Linked DNA regions of Rattus norvegicus: region 1 is linked to region 2. Evidence: chromatin contacts called from public Hi-C data. All regions are on one chromosome and are shown on one strand. Each heading gives the region's core, a stretch centred on a gene start, on an enhancer-like site or on the middle of the called end of the contact. The rest is flanking DNA. Distances are from core to core; before and after follow the strand shown. Region 1 holds the start of Lpin2 (lipin 2). Region 2 holds the start of LOC102555687.

What was found. Hi-C and Micro-C count contacts between places; a contact is called where the count stands out from the background.
Region 1: a contact with region 2 is called in a Hi-C map of kidney, with 4 times the contacts expected there. The contact joins the promoter of Lpin2 here to the promoter of LOC102555687 in region 2. A contact is called at or near these places in 8 of 12 Hi-C or Micro-C datasets (Schwann cells, frontal cortex, hepatocytes and 3 more) and 1 of 1 datasets of contacts at active chromatin or transcription factors (oligodendrocytes).

What each region holds. Positions count from the first base shown.
Region 1 is chr9:118,527,686-118,532,962 of GRCr8, forward strand. Lpin2 (lipin 2) reads left to right here and starts at 2,670. Exons shown (of 20, transcript NM_001108236.1): 1 at 2,670-2,754. It overlaps LOC120094977 (U6 spliceosomal RNA), which reads right to left and starts at 750; the gene lies at 644-750.
Region 2 is chr9:118,344,934-118,349,932 of GRCr8, forward strand. LOC102555687 reads left to right here and starts at 1,637. Exons shown (of 5, transcript XR_357340.5): 1 at 1,637-1,849; 2 at 2,684-2,767; 3 at 3,108-3,237; 4 at 3,746-3,859. It overlaps Myl12a (myosin light chain 12A), which reads right to left and starts at 1,344. Exons shown (of 4, transcript NM_001135017.1): 1 at 1,233-1,344.

The DNA of each region.
Region 1 (5,277 bases), core at 1,420-3,919, 180 kb after region 2:
ACATTTTAAAAATAGTTTAGCAAGGCATGCCAATTCCACTTCTTTTTTTTTTTTTTCTTTGCTCTACCACTGAGCTAAATCCCCAACCCCCCAATTCCCCTTCTTATTGTGAAGAATGTTACCTGGGCTTGTAACCGGGAGGGGGGTGCTACAGCACAGTGAGGGAAATCCTGAAAGTACACGGAAAGATGTCTGGTTTTGTTTTTTTTTATTGGATATTTTTTATTTACATTTCAAATGTTATTCCCTTTCCTGGTTTCCCACCCATAAGCCCCCTATCTCCTCCCCCCTCTTTTATAAGGGTGTTCCCCCGCCCCAACCACCCCCCCTTTCTGCCTCCCCGCCCTGACATTCCCCTATATGTTGGTGTATGTTGGGGGGGGGTGTCCAGTCTTGGCAGGACCACGGGCTTCTCCTCCCATTGGTGCCCAACAAGGCCATCCTCTGCTACAAATGCAGCTGGAGCCGTGGGTCAGTCCATGTGTACTCTTTGGATGATGGTTTAGTCCCTGGGAGCTCTGGTTGGTTGGTATTGTTGTTCTTATGGGGTTGCAAACCCCTTCAGCTCCTTCAATCCTTTCTCTAACTCCTCTAACAGGGACCCTGTTCTCAGGTCAATGGTTTGCTGCTAGTATTGGCCTCTAAAAATATGGAACGCTTCACGAATTTGCGTGTCATCCTTGCGCAGGGTCCATGCTAATCTTTTCTGTATCGTTCCGATTTTAGTATATGTGCTGCCAAAGCGAGCCCAAGATGTCTGTTCTTAAACAAAATATCAAGAAGGCACGAAATTCCAGTCAAAACATCTTGAACCAAACGACAGTAGGGTCAGCAAGGCCTTCTCGCTTTGAAATGAAGGAAGAGACATCTAGACTAGAAGACATGATTGGTGGGGGAAGGTTCCGGGCTATGGACCTGGAAGGTGGCGGGGTCAGAAAGTGAGAAGAGACTTGGGCACTGAAGCAGATGGGAGTTGGGTGTGCCCCCACTTCACAGCGGAAGGAAGTTGAGGGACAGTCAATGAATATTTAATTAGTTCCCACTCTGTCTCAGTAGTAGTATAAAATCAGGCAGCCACCAGAGAATGAGGAAAATACTAGAAACAGGAGCCAATCCTTCGGAGTAAGGTGTCAAACCCCAGAGGGGGCGGTGACAGAGGAAGGGCGGGTTGTCTCGTACTTCCTGCATGATGAAAGGAAGGAAGCCTGAGAATATTTCCCTCCCAAGGTAGGAGGTAATGAAACTATCCCGAGAGAAACAGGAAAAGTCAAGATGGAGAATGAAAAGCTAGAAAACAAATAGTAACGGCGTGTTCTACAGTCCAGGCTGGAAGCTATGCTGGGCTTTCTATGGGAATCACGTGTAATACTCAAAGCGCCCCATTGGGAAGGCGTCGCTGTTTCCAGTGCATCAACTTGGGGATCGAGGACTGGGTTCTTTAATTGCACTTCCCCATAGCGGAGTAACATCCCTCGAACATTTACGGGAAACTTCCAACCTTGAAAAAATTTCTTTCACTGGTGAGATAAAAAGCCTCACTGAGGTGAAAAAAATCCCAGTAAACTTGGATGGCCTTACTGAGGCAACCTGGTTGAATTTCACCTGGAGGTACTTGGGCCGGGAAGTGAAAGGTTTCCTGGGTCCCAGCACAACCTATGCCCACCAGGCTTCATTGTTGCAAAGAAACTGCTGCGCCCGGGTCCCTCCCAGAGAGAGTCGGTATAAACGCATGGCTCAGCGGCCCCTAGACTGCTCACGCTCGCGGTGCACATGGAGAAATTAACAAGCCTTTAGAAGTGATGCCGTGGGCTTCCACCTCTACTCCCATCCCATCGGAAGGGCCGGCTGCAGAAAAACAAGACAAAAAGCAGGAGACGCCACTAACACTCCCAGCTGCAGCCGTTGAAGTGCACTTTTAAGTAGGAGGTGTTATCACTGAGCTCCAAGGGTAAATAAGGAAAGATACGGGTTCTGCAGCGATCCCATGATGGTGCACTCGCGTTACGCGGGAGACAACGTTTGCACACCATCACGCAGCAGACCGTTTGCACTTTTTTTTGGCTGCTGGGCTCTGAAGCCCCGCGCAGCGCCGCAAAGGTTGCCATGGGGACCGGAGGAAACTTTTAAAAGCGCTCTCCCGAGGCTAGCGCCGGCGTCGAGCCGCTCTCCCGGCGGGGCCCAGGGCTCGCGGCGCGCGGCCGGCGGGGGCGGAGCTCGCGTCACGTGGCCGGGGCGGGGCGGGGCGTGCGCGCAGTCTACCGCCAGCCTGGCCGCCGCCGCCGCCGCCGCCGCCGCCGTGTCCCATTCATGAGGCCCCGCGGGCTCCGCTGTGGCCCGCGGCTCCTGAGGCGGCGGCCCCGCCCCTTGCTCGCCCGCTTCTCGCCGCAGCCCGCCCGGGCCGCCCGACAGTCTGCCGAGTGAGAGCCGCGCGCCGTGCCGCAGGTAAGCGGGCCGGAGACAGCGCCGGGGGCTCCCGGGGGCCACGTCCCCGCTCGCGGCCTCTCCTCGCGTGGGCTACGTGGCCGCGGCCGCGCCGCCTGGGGACGCGCGGGCATCTGCGGAGACCCCCACGTCGGCAGCGGTCCTCAGGGCCCTGCGCGGCGCGGCCGGGGACCGCAGCCCGGGGCCTGGGGGAGGGGGTGCCGGCGCGCGGTCGCGGTCATCCCCCGGTCGGGGCTGGCGAGGTGCAGTTATTCCCTCAGGCCGTTGGCTTGCCCGCCGCCGCCTCCTGCAGGCCGTGGACCAGGTTCAGATGTGAGTAGCCTGCTGCTGGCGACCCCCGGGACACTGGGAGGTCCTGGTTGTTGTGGGAGCCGGAGCTCTACGGCCCAGTTTTGAGCGCCGCGGATCCACCCCAGCATAAGAAAATTATTTTCATTCAAATTTAGGATGGCGTTTCAGAGACATAATTATGCAGAACAAGACTAGGAAGATCGCCCTCGCTTTCAGAAAGTACTGGAACGCTGGATACTTGGAGAGGCTCTGGGGGTTTGCTGAGCAAGCGGCCACACTTATTTTTAATGCATCTTTGAGACAAAAAAATTAAAAATTGAAACTGAGTCTCTTGCTTGGCGCTGAAGCTCATTTGCCCAGCAGTAGGGATGCCGGTTAAGTTATTACTTAATCTCGCCTCACTAATTTAAAACGTTATGATAACACAGGTTCAATTTTGAAGTCTATTTTGGGATTATTTGCCACTTTGTTTATGTGTTGATCTGACGTTGGTGGTTTTCACAGGCTTAAGACTAAGAAGTGTGACAGGTGATGCTGGACTGGGCTTAGCGACACAGCCAGCTACCAGGTGTGGGAGGAAACAGGTGTTTTAGCCCTTTTTTTTTTTTTTGGCTGCCCTGCCCTGCCCTGTGTGCCCTCTCATATTGCCCGTGGGGAGCCACCTACGGGCTTCCTCCTCCCGGTTGAATGTGTTCTTGATTGTGTTTTATCGGTCCCGCCGATCTTCATGTTTTAAGTAGTAGCAGAATAGCTGTAGAATGCTAGAAACGAAACGGTTGGCTCAGCTTTTCTCGTTTGGCAAAATTGAGACTCAACAGAGAAGCTCTGTACTTAAGAGGCTCTGGAAATGGGAACATTTGAAAACCCTTGAACGCCAAGTGCAGTTAAGCAGATAAAGGGATAAAGGTTGGGGCTTTGTTTCTTGAATTGCTGTGTGCCTGACCTCATCACTTAGCATTGTGCATTTTGGGGTTTTTTTTGGGGGGGGGGGCTCTTACTGACTGGACTTATTCCCTGCACTGGGCACAGAATCTCTGCAGGCAAGACTCCAGTAGCTGTTTCCTTACCAAGCACAGAGGCTGGCTTTTAGAAGAGCTTCAGTTGGGGCTGCTTGAATGAACGGAAGAAGCAGCAAGCAGTTTGTCCTTGTAGGTCACTGGGAGCCAGTGGATCTTCCTGAAATGAAATCATCAAATTTTCTTGTATGGTATGCCATGGGTGGATAATCTTGGTGCTACCACAGGTCAGAGGTGGTCAAAGGTTAGGCCAGTGAACATTACAGCGGACATCCTGTTGGGTTTAAATATTAATATTTGACTTAAGTACAGTACGGGTCACTGCAGCTATTCTCTGATTGCATGTGTAATATACTTCAGCGATGAAACACGGACCTGGAATCCTTCCTGCTGAGAGGTATACTGGGCTGCCTCCCTTAGGTCCCTAGCAGCCTGTGGGCAAGCTTTTAAGTCTCCATTAAGTCTTCGTGTCTTTTCACTGGAGCACTCTGTCTGACCCTAGGGCCTGTCACTTTGTTTAGGGGTGGGGCTGTACCTGTTTTAGGGGTTTACTTGGAACTTTGCTTTAGCTCTGTCTGACTCCCTTCATTGCTAGCTACGTTACTGCTTTTGGCTTAGGTGCAGGGTCCTAGGACCTATCATATCACCTTCATGGCAAAATAGCTTATAGCTTTGTAGTCGGGGCTTCAGTTGGCTGAATTCTGTGTGAATTATGTTTCACTGAACATGGCAAGAGCTGGAAGATACACCCTAGAGTGATGATGATGTCCTGACGATAAGGTTTATATGTTTTTGAGATGGTCTCAGACAGATAGTTCAGGTCTTGAACTTAGTATGTACTGTGTGCCACCATGATTGGTTTAGGATGTTCCAGGACTTGAACTCAGGGCTTTGGCAAGTACTCTACCAACTGAGCTATATCCTAAGCCCCTTGTAATAACGTATTTGATTAAGTTTTCTTACTCACTTTGCTGACAGTTACCTAATTTGGGGGTCTACCTATGTCATAGGTCAATGTGTCCCCTTGTGTTCATGTAAACAAAGGAGGGAGTCAGGTGTCCTCCTCTCTTCCCTTGTTCCATATTCTTTTGGGACAGAGTCTCTCAGTCTCTCCCTGACCCTAGAGGTCATATATTTAGTTACTCTGCTAAGCCAGCAAGTCTGACTCCAGTTGCCCAGTGCTGGGGTAGCGGGTGTGTGAGAGACTAGTGGTGCTGGAATCTGAGCCCAGGTCTTCATACAGTAAACTTTTTTAGCCACTGATGGATCTCTCCAGGCACAGCAGTGTATTTAATAACTCAACCTTTCACATGTCCTATATTTCTCAGGATGAACATAGGAGGGAAGAATCACTGTCAGGGACCACGCGAAGTCAGTAGGGATCCCTAGCTATGGGTAGTGATCTGTGTGTGATGGTCGGCTGGCCAGAATACAACTACCCTGTCCATTCTAGTCTGTCTTCCTCACTGCCAACCCTGTTGTTTATGGCAGGACGCTTGAGTCAATGATCTCCTCCTACTGTTGTTAT
Region 2 (4,999 bases), core at 387-2,886:
CTCAAGTTCCAGGCCAGTCTGGGCTAAAAGGAGACCCTATCCAAAATAACAAACAAACAACAACAGCAACAACAACAAAGTACCCTATGAAACCTTTTAATCCACACTAAGATATACCTGAGATTGCCTAAATTTAAATAGTAGGATCTCACATGCCTAAACTAGTAATAGATATAAAAGATAGAAATTCTTAATAGAACATTTACACTACAGCCTACTAACTTAATATCTTTTAATAAAAAAAACTCTTTTAAAACTGAGAAATATATCCTTTGGAAAACTCCCATTTCAAAACCTCACAGTGTGGTAGCATCTAGGTATGGCTTGCTTTGAAATCCAGATCAAATCAATGCACTTTTTTACAAGACGAGATGGGGGAGGGCGATAAACTCAGTTTTTTAAAGTGTATTTTCAAGCTGTTATTTCAGTTTCAAGGAAAACCACGTTTTTACTTCTTAGGCACACTTCCGGTTGAGAGTCAGCTTGGATTTTCCTAGACAGCCACACCCAAGAGTTCTGAGCACCTTTAAAAAAGTCATTAGTTGCCAGGATTGACTAATGAACCACGCTTCACTTTTGAAGACAAAAAATGCTTTTCTAATTAATCCTCATCAAAAGCCATCCAGAAAAAAGAAAATACCAGCAACTTTAGTGGAGATTCACTTTCGTCACCCTTTGACACAAGTTTTGCACTAAAGAAGTTAAAATCTTAAAAGATCCCTAAAGATCTTATATATTTACATCCCTACTGACTCTTAATATCAGGCAAACAAAACTTCAATCTCCTCTCTGTTCAAATAGCACTTTTAAAAGTTCTACTTAGAGGGGCGCGCGCTGAGCTGCAAAGACAGGGCCGAGGGCGGCTGTGCTACGGTTTTATCCACAACTCTCTCGGTTCCCGCAAGTTTACGTTAGCAACTCAACAGAGCTCCGGAGTCAGCTCTGTGGGGCTCTGGTTTCGCGGGCAGGCAATGGTCCAAGGCGCACCGCGCTGGCGAGCTAAGCAACATTTCCCAAGATCCAAGTTTGGGAAGCAGAGCGACGTCTGCGCCCGGGCTGCCCCGGCTCCCCGGCCCGTTGCTCCACGCCCCGCTCTCCCCGGGCTCGCGGAGACACACCTGCCCAGGTGCGCTCCCCAGCCGCGGCTCCCGGCGGCCCCCACGTTCACCGCCGCCCGGCGAGGACACCTCCTGGGGCCGGGCCACGCCCGCTCGGCGGCCAGCACCACTCACCCTGCTCAGCCGCGAGAACCAAGAGTGAGCGTCTCTGCGAAGCTTTGCCGCCGCCCTCACAAACTTTCTAACTTTCCAGCCGCCCAAGAACGGCCACTTCCGGCCTCCGCTCGCAAACCGGAAGGAAGCCTGGCGGCCATTCTCCGCCGCCTCTATGGGCCAGCCCTGACGGGAGGGGGACCTCAGGGAAGGTGTCAGAGCAGATGGCGGGCTCAGGGCGCCGATGAGAAGTACCGAACGGGGAGTTTAGGGCTGAAATGGACGTGTGGAGGACCTCTCGGTCTAATTACTGACTCTTCGTCTTTCTCGCGTCTCCGTTTGAACTGTGATTCTGCTTCCTCCCCCCTCTTCGGCAGATGGTTGCGCCTGTCCTGGAGCTCTCCTCTGCCCGCATTCCAGAGCGTGGAGATAGGCGGGGAACCCCGTCTAAGTCCATTTAGGGAAATTGAGGAGAGAAGTGCCGCGGGTCTCACGTGACTAGCCTTGGCCCCGCTCCCCAGCCCGGCGCCCCCGCTCGGCTGGAGTGCGCCTGCGCGGGAAACTAGTGTGAATCAGCCTGTGGGTCAGCGCCTCAGTGTCTGGGCGGCGCGGAAGGGAGTGTGCGAGCAACTCGAAAAGTATGAAAAGGAATTTTAAAATAGCTCCTCACTTTTCCCACGCGGGACGGAATACTAAAGTTTCAGGGCCGCGCTGCCTCTTTGGCCCACATAGAGTTCATGAATTCAGTTTTGATTGTTCCGCTCCCTCTTGCAAAACGTTCTCTGGAACTTTCTTCCAGAGTCCCCTTTTACCCTGATGGTGACTCCTGCCTGCCCCACCTACCGCTCCAGGGTGAATGATGTAATTGGAATAAAGTGCTGGACCTATTTACTCGCCGGGTCTTCTTGCGTGGCTCAGCTGCTAACAATAGTTCCTCTTTAAAGGAAGAGGGGTCACAATCCTGGCGAGACAATAAGGATATGTGTTAAATATCCCTAAGATCAGTTGTTTCCTTCAAGAAGCATTCGTCTCATTAATTAGTGATGCGGTTTAAAGTTAATTCAGAGGCAAGGCCAATGAGAGAAAAAAATACCGTAATCCTATAGATGGCAGAAACAAAGTTTCCCTCCCTTCTTTGATATTCACTTGGAGTGGTAACTAAAAATACAAGTAACTAAGTACTTCACCTCCAGCTCCCTAAGCTAAGGTCTTTAAGAGAGGGTTCTGGGTTGTCAAGGACTTAAGAAGCCCAACATGACTTCTAGGGAAGATTGGGGATACAGCCGTGACAGTACAAACTCAGAGGTCTGAGCAGTCAGAAACAGAGGTGGCTTCTGAGGCAATGAGGCTTCTGCAGTGCATGCACCTCCACAAGGATATGGTCTGCCCTACTGGAAAGCTCCCTGTCCGGAAGGGGAACACCAAACCGCATTCTGTGGACGAGGAAATGAGCAGCTTCTGTTCCGTCTCAGGTCTCAGCTGGAAAACAGTATCTTGTCGCTTTCCTAGGAGTTGCCGATGTATCCTTACCAAATTAATCAATAGGTTTTAAACTGGTAAGTACTGTGGAGGGGCTATGGTTTGCTCGACATAAATGAACAGTTGTTTCCTCGGGATTGGGTTGTGGGTTGAAAGAGAAAGGGCAGAGAATTACAGGGAACAAAAATGAATAGATTACAGAAGAGCAAATAAACCTACCTGGAAGCTAGGAAGATGTTACAGAGGCAGATTGCCCTGATTCTAGGGGTTAATAGAGGGAGGGAGGGAGAGACAGAGAGAGACAGACAGAGAGAGAGAGAGACAGAGAGACAGAGAGAGGTGTCAGGTCATCTGGAGGAGCAAAGAACCCGGCTCATTTGAAATTGGTTTCTGTTCACCCTGTATTCACTCCCACAGGTAACTATGGATATATGGATATACCAAGTCAATGTGGAAAGGACGTCTTAGACCCACTACGGAAGGCCTCTGACACTGTCAGATGAACCTGTTCTTTTGTAACCTATAGGAAATCTTCATGAAACAGCAGGTGAGCCCTTTTCACTCCACGTTTGACAGTCTGGATTCTCCACCATGTCTTTCCTTTAGCAAGCTGTGTAACTTGGAGAACAAGTCCCTCTGTTGACCTCAAGCCCAGCCAATTTTCCTGTATCCCTCCAGCCTGCCTCACAAGGCTTTCTGATTAAGTGAGATCATTTATAATGCCATTTTAATTAAAGACTTATTTATTTTTCATACATGGATATTTGACTGCATGTATATCTGCACACCAGAAGAGGACATTGGATCCCATATATGTGGGTGCTGGGTTTTGAACCCAGAACCTCTGAAAGAACAACCAGTGCTCTTAACTCCTGAGCTGTCGCTCTAGCCCCTCACTTGCTGTGGTGGTTTGGATGGGCTTTGTACAGGGAGTGGCACTATTAGGAGGTGTGGCCTTGTTGGACAAAGTGTGTCTTTGTGGATATGGGCTTTGAGTTTCCAATGCTTAGACTCCACCTAATGTTGAATGTCAGTCTCCTCTTGGCTACCTGCAGAGGACAGTCTCTCCTGGTTGCTTCAGATCAAGGTTCTTGGCTCCTCCAGCATATATCTGCCTGAATGCTGCCGTACTTCCCACCGTGATGATAATGGACTGAACCTCTAAAACTGTAAGCCAGCCCCAATTAAATGTTGTCCTTTATAAGAGTTGCCTTGGTCATGGCATCTCTTCACAGCAATAAAACCCTAACTAAGACCCTTATAAATTTAAAGGAAGATTTTTCTAAGTACAGAAAAGTGGCTCTTAAACTCTCTGTGGGATTGTACACGGGGTGGTATGGTGTAAATGGTGCATGTAACTCATTGTGCAGGTGTACACACCATGCATGAGATGTCTTCCTCTATCACTCTGTCTCTCCCTGAATCAGGAGCTCCCCGTTTCTACGTGGCTGACTGGCCAGCAAGCCTGCAGAATGCCTCCCATACCCTGCTGGTGTCTGCCCATCACTGTTGGAGATATAGGCTTATCAACAATCTCCCTGACTTCTAGTGGCTTTCAAATTTTTAGCTGAAACTTAAAGTTGGAAATTTATACCAGGACTGGCTCAGCCTAATGACCAGACCTAATGACCTAAGTTAAATCCAGGGACTCACATGTCAGAAGGAAAGGCCAACTTTCACAAGCTGTCTAATGGCACAAGCCATGTAGGAAAGGCCATAGCAAGCAAGTGAATTTTCTGGAGTTGGTCCACCATTTTGCATGGCTGTGATGGGTGCACTCTGGAGAGGCATGGGCCCCAGAGACTTCATCCCACAATTGCTTCTCCCTGGCATTCCTGCCGCTATTATATAACCTGATGATTCTTGGGCATCAGCCCACCCTGTTGGGCAGATTTCCTGAAGATCAATAGGAAGATGTACTTTCATATAATAATGCTTTTTAGATGAATTGATGATTTCATTATTCATGATAAGGATTTTATAGAACTCCAGAACTGATTCAAGTAATTTTAAGCCCCTGAAGAGTAAAAAGCTGCAAACAGAGCTTGGTATCACAAGCAAGTGACTTGCACTAGGAAGAAAACTAGGCTTTGGGGCAAATTAATGATCAAGGAAAAGAACATTTCATTCTAGGTCAGGTCCAAGAATGAAGCCACAGGTGAGCACTATGGTAAAGCAAGCCCCTGTGAAACTGTTGCTGCGAACTTATAATGAGCTTATAGACTAAACACTGCTGTGAGCTTACTATAAACATCTTTCTGTAACCCCCTTCTGTGTAACATTTTATCTGTGAGGTAAGTTTATAAAGA